Linked DNA regions of Arabidopsis thaliana: region 1 is linked to region 2. Evidence: chromatin contacts called from public capture Hi-C data. All regions are on one chromosome and are shown on one strand. The core of a region is the stretch at or near the end of the contact, and the rest is flanking DNA. Distances in the headings are between cores, read along the strand shown. Region 1 holds the start of AS2 (Lateral organ boundaries (LOB) domain family protein). Region 2 holds the start of XTH17 (xyloglucan endotransglucosylase/hydrolase 17).

Evidence for each region. Capture Hi-C pulls out chosen DNA fragments and counts their contacts.
Region 1: a contact with region 2 is called in a capture Hi-C map of root, with 5 times the contacts expected there. A contact is called at or near these places in 3 of 26 Hi-C or Micro-C datasets (leaf and root) and 1 of 3 other capture datasets (root).

Annotation. Positions count from the first base shown.
Region 1 is chr1:24,395,145-24,399,409 of TAIR10.1, forward strand. It overlaps AS2 (Lateral organ boundaries (LOB) domain family protein), which reads left to right and starts at 2,999. Exons shown (of 3, transcript NM_001084308.5): 1 at 2,999-3,369. It overlaps KOR2 (Six-hairpin glycosidases superfamily protein), which reads right to left and starts at 359. Exons shown (of 5, transcript NM_105234.3): 1 at 1-359. The coding sequence starts at 117.
Region 2 is chr1:24,254,991-24,259,195 of TAIR10.1, forward strand. It overlaps XTH17 (xyloglucan endotransglucosylase/hydrolase 17), which reads left to right and starts at 2,064. Exons shown (of 3, transcript NM_001334201.1): 1 at 2,064-2,553; 2 at 2,668-2,861; 3 at 2,957-3,490. The coding sequence starts at 2,206. The coding sequence ends at 3,329. It overlaps AGL38 (AGAMOUS-like 38), which reads left to right. Exons shown (of 1, transcript NM_105204.3): 1 at 1-867. The coding sequence ends at 775.

The DNA.
Region 1 (4,265 bases), core at 1,749-4,248, 140 kb after region 2:
GTGAATAGCTCCTCTGTCCCACTCCGTCGTGTTCCTCAGCCGTTCTTCCTCCTCTGCCGCAATACGGTCGCTGTCTACGGCGTCTAGCGACCCACCCCATACATTCCCGGGATGCATTTCGAAAGAGCTTGGATGATTAAGGTTTTTTTTGGAGAAGAAATATAGAAAGGATATAAAGAGTTCTTTTTTTCTATGGAAAAAATAAGAAGTCTACTTAATTTTGGTTAATGATCGGTGAGAGGGATTTTATTAAAGAGTGAGTTGACCAAAATTGGGTCTTAGGAAATGGGAACGATGTGTCTATATTGTATATTCTAGTAGAATTGTAATCGAATTTTTTTATATTTATTAGTTTGAAGACTTGTTTCAAATAATTTTAATGTTTTTTTTTGGCAACCAAACATTAATTAAAAAGCAAATAATTTTAGTTTATTGATTTTTTTTTTTGCAATAAGCCTACATCAGATTTTAATTTGAATCGAATATAACTATATGTCCTATGTATTTTTTTGGGGCCTAAAAGAAAAAAATATCAATGTTTTGGTAAATGACATGGTTATAGCTTGGTTTCTACGTTCAACAAAACTCGGGCTACTTGTTGTATACCTTGACAAGATTCTACTAAATCTTTTTTCAGACTTCCAGTCAAGTCTTCTAGGGTTCTTAAGTCGGGTTTTTATTTCGGGTTCTGATTGTCTGATTCTAAAGTCTCTTTAGAGTTTGTCATTTGTTTTTGTTGGTGTGATTGACGTCCTCATTCCTAAGTCCGAACACTATGACTCTGATATGTTATTGACAGAGACAGAGAGTGATAATATAGTTTCTGATAGGGAGGATTTGATAAAACAGAGTGATTACATAATGTTTGTGTTGATCCTTCTTAGTTCTTACCGTCTATAGTTTCCCTATTTTTTTAACACGAAATTTCATAGTTTGTGTAACTTGCGGCAGAAAATATAGATAGCTCACATAGCTATGATCTAAATATGAGCATTCGTGTATATGATTTTATGGTAGCTAGCGTTGTTGACAGGCTGCGGTAAATTGGTCTTCGCTAGATGTTGTGAAGCGTATGGAAAATACTATAATGAGCTAATATCTATTGGGCTTTCATTTAGCTTTCGCTATTTATTAATTGGGCTTGGGCCACCCTTCACAAACTGTTTATTTTGTTCCAAGGATTTTTCAGTTGAGAGATTATGTAAGCAAATTTTGTTTTCTTCACGTAACAGAAATTCGATCTAACTTATGTCGAGATGAATTGCTAAAAGAACCATTATCCCAAGTAAAATGTATTAGAAACCTCATACTTGAATGAGGAACCCTAAAATATGTATAGAGGATTGTGATAATGTACTCACTATCAATATAGTCAGTTATAAGTTAGAATTCTGTTAAAAGTGTTAAAATAATGTTTTGTTTCAAATACTTAGTTTATCAAATAAACTTTTTTAATCTTTTTATGTCACCATGAGTTATCTGAATAAAGATGTTTATATATCCGCAAGACTAGTCAAAAGTGGATAGCTCCATTAACTGTTATAGTGTAACTATTCTAGTGTAACAATTCTTAGAAGTATTTGGTTTTACTATTTTAGTCTTACTTTCTATACTTGATTGTTCAGGTAACATTTTCAAAATTGGAGATGATTTTACTTAATCGTAAACTTATTACTTATATACTAAAAAGCTTGTAAGTAGGGCCCGAAATGTGGAAAACATTGTAATTTAAATCCAAACTAGTTTTAGAAGAAGACGCAATGTATATATAATAATGGAAAAATATGAAAACGATATCAGCCAAACATACTTATTATGAATATTAATTGGAGAGAAGGAGTGTAACCATCCATATGGTGTGAATTCTATGATTTTTGGACCCATTGTTATAAACGAAGGAAGAAGACAAAGAACATGAAGACATGAATAGTTTTATTTCAAAAGTAATGAATAAATATATAAATAAAAGGAATGGTTGTCGTTTGAAAATGGGTACGAGTAAATAGTGTTGCAGACTCTGCTCCAACAGTAATTACAACAATGCAATATGCAACCACGACCCACTTGCTTCTATTCATTTCCCATTCTTGTTCTCTCTCCAAATTGACTAATGTTTTAAATGTTATATGATCATGATAACCATTCTTTTTTCTCTTTGCACGCTTCTTCGTTAGGTTAGGTCGTACGTAAAAAGTGATGACCTAATCGTAGAGACCAACTAAATTTCGGTTCTGATTACTTAATCGAGTGTTTAAATTTGCTTAACTTGACATTTGTTACCAAGAAAGGAGAACTAGTAGTGAAAAAAGAGAGTTTAAAACCTTGACAATCGCTTAACCCAAAGTTTTAGAATATTTCTGCTAGTACATAAGGTAAATGTACACATTTATTGTAGTTGTTGTATTGGTTGAATTTGGCTCTGTTGGTTGAGGTTTCAGATTCATAAAAAAAAGTACTGTAGTTACTAGTAAAAATGAACTTGAATTATGGTTGTATTGTTGTTATACAAAAATGGCACACTTTATGAAACCAACTAAAAACAAGTATCCATTTCTGATAATAACATTTTCGAGGATTTTTAAGATATACAACAAAATGCAGAACTATATACAAAGTCTTGTGTCTTGAGAATGTAACTTCAATTATTAACACCAAAATGTCTAAAAACCTAAAGCATCTAAGAAACGGTGCCACTGTCTCTAACCCCTTTCTCAACAGTTCGATACAAAACTTCCATTAATGTTTTTCTATTCCCTTCACATTTGGAAATTCAAACTAAAAATGCATAAACAAAAAATACTATAACCTCATCTTAAAAATTACTAATGTCCCAGTAACATTAATCTCATAGGGTTACTAATCATGGGTTATCTTTTAAACTCCAAAAACAAAGTAGGTATCATTATATAAACAAGTTTCATGGTATATCTCCTAATTTTCCCGTAGAGGAAAGTATGAAGATATATATAGAGAAGAAAGACAGAGTCCGTGATCACTCACTCTCTCTCTATCTCTATATATCGACACACCATAAAAGTTGTTCTTTCTCTCCGTTTCCTTAGCCTCTGCATCTGGGCGATTTTCTCTTTCTATCTCCCTACACCTTAGGGAGTACTGATCCTAAACTCATCATCTTTCTATGCCTTCCTCTTTTCTTTCACTTATTTTCTTTTCTATTTTTTTTCTTTCTTACTTTGCGTAAAACTAGCGAGTCAAAAATAAAGACACTTGCATGATCCTAATATAATATTATATATTGTAATTAGAGAAAGAGAGAGAAGAGAAGAAAGAAAGTGGCAGTAGATTCTTATGGATTTTGGTATAAAGAAACATGAAAAAATGGGTTTGACCGAAGAAACTTTGAGGACGGTAACTTCATTATCAACTTTTCGACTGTATTTATATTTTAGCTTTTGTCAAACCGTATCATATAATATTAATGCGAATTACTAGTAGAGAGTATAATAATAGTAATAACAAAATGCTTGGTTACTGTATGTAAATCCCTAGACAAAAAGAATAAGAATAAAAAGAGCAAAATTCTTCATCCCAAGATCCATCAGGAGAGTCAGAGTCAGACCCCATCTCTCATTTCCCATCTCTCCTTTTCACATTTATTTCCTTTTTTTTCTTTCTAGATACTTTTTTATTTTGAAATTTAATACTAATAACTATACATTTATTGTTATTATTGTTGTTAGAGTCTATGCTAGGGTCCAAGGGTTCATCCCAATATCCCTTCTTCTCCTTAGAAACTCGCAACTTCTTCACATGGAAATCAATTCCCTCTAGTACCAAATCCTATTACTATTGAAGGTATACTCTATAGTTATTTATTTAGTTAAGTATATATATTAAAAATAAATAACATTAATTAGTACTAGTCTTATCATATTTATTAGCTCATTTTCTTATAAAATACTAATATAATAGGAAATTTAAGCACAAGATGAGCTTTGCCCATCGAGAGCCTCAAAACCCAAAAGTCTCTTCTTCTTCACGAGATCCAATCTTTTGCTTTTTAGTAATTAATTACATCTTCTTCCTTCTCTTCTCTCTTCTTCTTCCCTCTCTCATACCTACCTATAAGCAACACAAAGAACACCATTGATCCCATCTGTTTTGTTCCCTATATTTCGTTAATCCATCCATACGCATTCCAACTACACGGTACAAATTTCCATCTCTTTTTAATTTGTTTTTATAATGATTTTAAATCTCTCAGGTTGTCTCTAGACTCTTAGGTCTAGTTACCAAAATTTGAC
Region 2 (4,205 bases), core at 814-3,313:
CAAAAGGAAGAAAGGGATGACGAAGAAACTAACCGAGCTAGTCACTCTATGTGGTGTTGAAGCATGTGCGGTCGTCTATAGTCCGTTCAACTCGATCCCGGAGGCTTGGCCGTCAAGGGAAGGCGTTGAAGACGTGGTGTCGAAATTTATGGAGTTGTCGGTGTTGGACCGGACCAAGAAGATGGTGGATCAAGAGACTTTTATAAGTCAAAGGATCGCCAAAGAAAAAGAGCAGCTGCAGAAGCTACGTGATGAGAACCATAATTCTCAGATTCGGGAGTTAATGTTTGGTTGTCTCAAAGGGGAGACGAATGTGTATAATCTTGATGGAAGGGATCTTCAAGATTTGAGTTTATATATTGATAAGTATCTTAATGGTCTTACTCGCAGGATTGAGATCCTTATTGAGAACGGTGAGTCTTCTTCATCTTTACCTCTTCCTATTGTTGCGAATGCAGCTGCACCAGTCGGATTTGATGGTCCTATGTTTCAATATCATAATCAAAATCAGCAAAAGCCGGTTCAATTCCAATATCAGGCTCTTTATGATTTTTATGATCAGATTCCAAAGAAAATTCATGGTTTTAATATGAATATGAATAAGGATTCGAATCAAAGTATGGTTTTGGATTTGAATCAAAATCTTAATGATGGAGAGGACGAGGGCATTCCTTGCATGGACAACAACAACTACCACCCCGAAATCGATTGTCTCGCTACCGTCACCACTGCCCCCACTGATGTTTGTGCTCCTAACATCACCAATGATCTCTAGTCTAAGGGATGTATTTCGAGTGAAGTGTTTGATCGTTTGCATTTGTGTTTTCTCCATTTTATAAGACAAAACTTATATGTGATGTCTTTTTTATTATTATTAATTGTTGGACAATTCTTGCGTCCACACTTATCTTATTTACCCTTTCTTAAGTTCCTTATTAAACTTTACATTTTTTTTAACACCATCAAAAACTTTCTCTTTAAGTTGTTTATTACACTTTACATTTATTTTACACCATCAAAAACTAAGGTCACTAAATAAAAAAAACTATGAAGCCTCATTTTCCCATAGGAGCAATGTGAGACATAGACAAATTGAGTAAACAATTACATCACTTGGTAAACAATTTTTTTAATATTTAATTAGTATTGGTTGTTATTGATTTAAATTTTATATCACTTTCTAAATAATTTAAAATCGTATATTTGTATCAAGTGATGCAAATGGATTTAGATTTGTATCAATTTTAGTGAACTGATGCCACATAAACTAATACGACATCGATTATTGCAATTGATGTTAAACTATAATTCTTGTATCGATTGTAAACAAGTGATTCAAATTAATAGCATTCAATTTTTTTCATGCAACTACTTTTTTGTTTGTAGTATTTGTTGGATAGAACGTAATGTTATGGCTTAACATTTAAACGGCCAGAACTATCCACACTCTCCATTTTGGACAGATCAAGCAATGGAAGGTCAACATTGTTTTGGCTTAACCATCTAGGAGCCCTATTTATTTGTTTTTAATTACATTTTAAGAAAAATGACTAAAAGAAAAAATACAATGAATTAATATATTTAGGATAATACAGTATTCAAATATTTACATTAATTTAATATTTAAAACAGTATAAAGAAAAAGAAACATATCTAATTAGTTTTATAGGTGCTTAAACATATACGAATTCAGTAGTTCTTAGCAAATTTTAACTATTGAACTTTGTGTTCAAAATAACCTTCCTATGATGTCAAATACTGAAACTATTTTAGAACTCTTGTGAGTTATCTTAGCACCACATTTTATCACTTATAACTCTTTTTTTATTATTTTTACCAATAGAAAGTTTATAACCATGTTTTTATACCAATTGAATTTCTTATATTTTTCAAATAATTGTAATACCAAAAGATATTCTTAGAGTAATGTACTTTACAAATTATAAAAGTTGAAAATAGCGATATATGGGCTCCATCTAATGATCTCAATGCGGGACCAGCATGTGATATACGAATGTCTATATACATTATTTTCTCTGTTTTGTAACAATAAACGAGTAATGAAATTATATTTTATTGGCTTCAATTTGTAACAACCAACAAGAGGTCGAATGAGCCAACTAGAATACAGCCCACGATCAATAATCAAACCTATGAAACTTCCTTCTCTCTTTCTTTTAACATTTCCAAACACTATATATACTAATGTCACTTACCTCGATTGTCCATCAAACAATACATTTGAGATATCAATACTCCTGTGAGAACAAAATGAAGCTTTCTTGTGGTACAAGCTTTGCGTTCTTACTTCTGTTTCTTCTTGCGGCACAATCTGTGCATGTCTATGCGGGTAGCTTCCACAAAGACGTTCAGATACATTGGGGTGATGGCCGCGGAAAGATTCACGACAGAGATGGAAAACTTCTTTCTCTCTCGCTCGACAAATCCTCTGGATCCGGTTTTCAGTCTAACCAGGAGTTTCTCTATGGCAAAGCCGAGGTTCAAATGAAACTTGTTCCTGGTAATTCAGCTGGAACAGTGACAACATTCTATGTAAGTTACATACAATTTTCAAACCGTTTTTTGTCATCTTTTGCTATTCCTATAGTACATATATTTAGGCCTACATTAATTGAGTATGTTTGTGTTTATGATGACTTTGTGTAGCTAAAATCTCCGGGAACTACGTGGGATGAGATCGATTTCGAGTTCTTGGGAAACATAAGTGGTCATCCATATACTCTCCATACTAATGTTTACACAAAAGGCACAGGAGACAAAGAACAACAATTTCATCTATGGTTCGACCCAACCGTTAACTTTCACACTTATTGCATCACATGGAATCCTCAAAGGATTATGTAAGCGTAACCTTTGATACTTTGTATAATCTTATATGTTTTGAGGCTATGCGCTCATGAACTTACGTTCTCTTCTGTTTTTGCCCCTCTTACAGTTTTACGGTTGATGGAATTCCTATTAGAGAGTTCAAGAACCCCGAGGCGATTGGAGTCCCGTTCCCAACTAGACAACCAATGAGACTCTACGCGAGTCTTTGGGAAGCCGAGCATTGGGCAACAAGAGGAGGATTAGAGAAAACAGATTGGTCAAAAGCTCCTTTTACTGCTTTTTATAGAAACTACAATGTCGATGGATGTGTATGGGCTAATGGAAAATCATCTTGTTCCGCGAATTCCCCATGGTTCACTCAAAAACTCGATTCGAACGGCCAGACAAGAATGAAAGGTGTGCAAAGTAAATACATGATCTACAACTATTGCACCGATAAAAGAAGGTTTCCTCGAGGAGTTCCTGCCGAGTGCACTTAAATTCTTGATTCTTTGATACATGAATATGTTACTTGGCATTGCCTTTGTAACTCAATCAAGTTTTTATTTATTTTTATCATTTATTTGTTGCTCATATATACAGTATGTGGTGTTTGTGTAAGATGTTTTAAGATTGAAGTAATAAAAATAAATTATGGAAAAAAGCTTTCATTTGTTAACGTAATTAAATTTAACTGGCCGGCTTCACTAGACTTTTTAAAAAGTTAAAAACATAGGTAGAGGAGTTCATTAATTCTACAATAATGCTTTGGAAGAACATAAATCATAGGCTTACTAATATGAAGAACTGATCTATCTGATATGAAGGTACTTTAATACTCTCCCCAGTAAGAACACTAAATTCTTTCATGTACTTGCACTGATTTACTAGTTTTTTGGTAAACAATATATGTTCGATTGTATCTAAAATTGATACATTGTTCTGGTGATCAATATACATTGTATTCTCAATTTCTCATCTTCCAGTTATAATAACAATACTATATGGTTCTTGGTACATAATCTTTTACTTAACAAAAATAATTATAATATATGAGTTCGGAGAATTTGCTTTACCTGAGTTCTCGAGAGTGGTTATTAAGACGCTGCACACAGAGTATGCACACCCCAACCCCAACTTGCAGTATTCACTAACAGTATCACCTTGAGTCAAAAATAAAAAATACATACAACTTGCATCAAAAATAAAATCTTGCTCTATTTTGTAATAAATAACAATAATACAGCATAATAGAATGAAATCAATTTACCTTCTGTTTTGGGAATGACATGATGATATCCCACAGAACATGGCCCTGGACCGACTTTGCATCCAGTCATTGATTCACAATAACTCCTGATATAGACATCAGACGA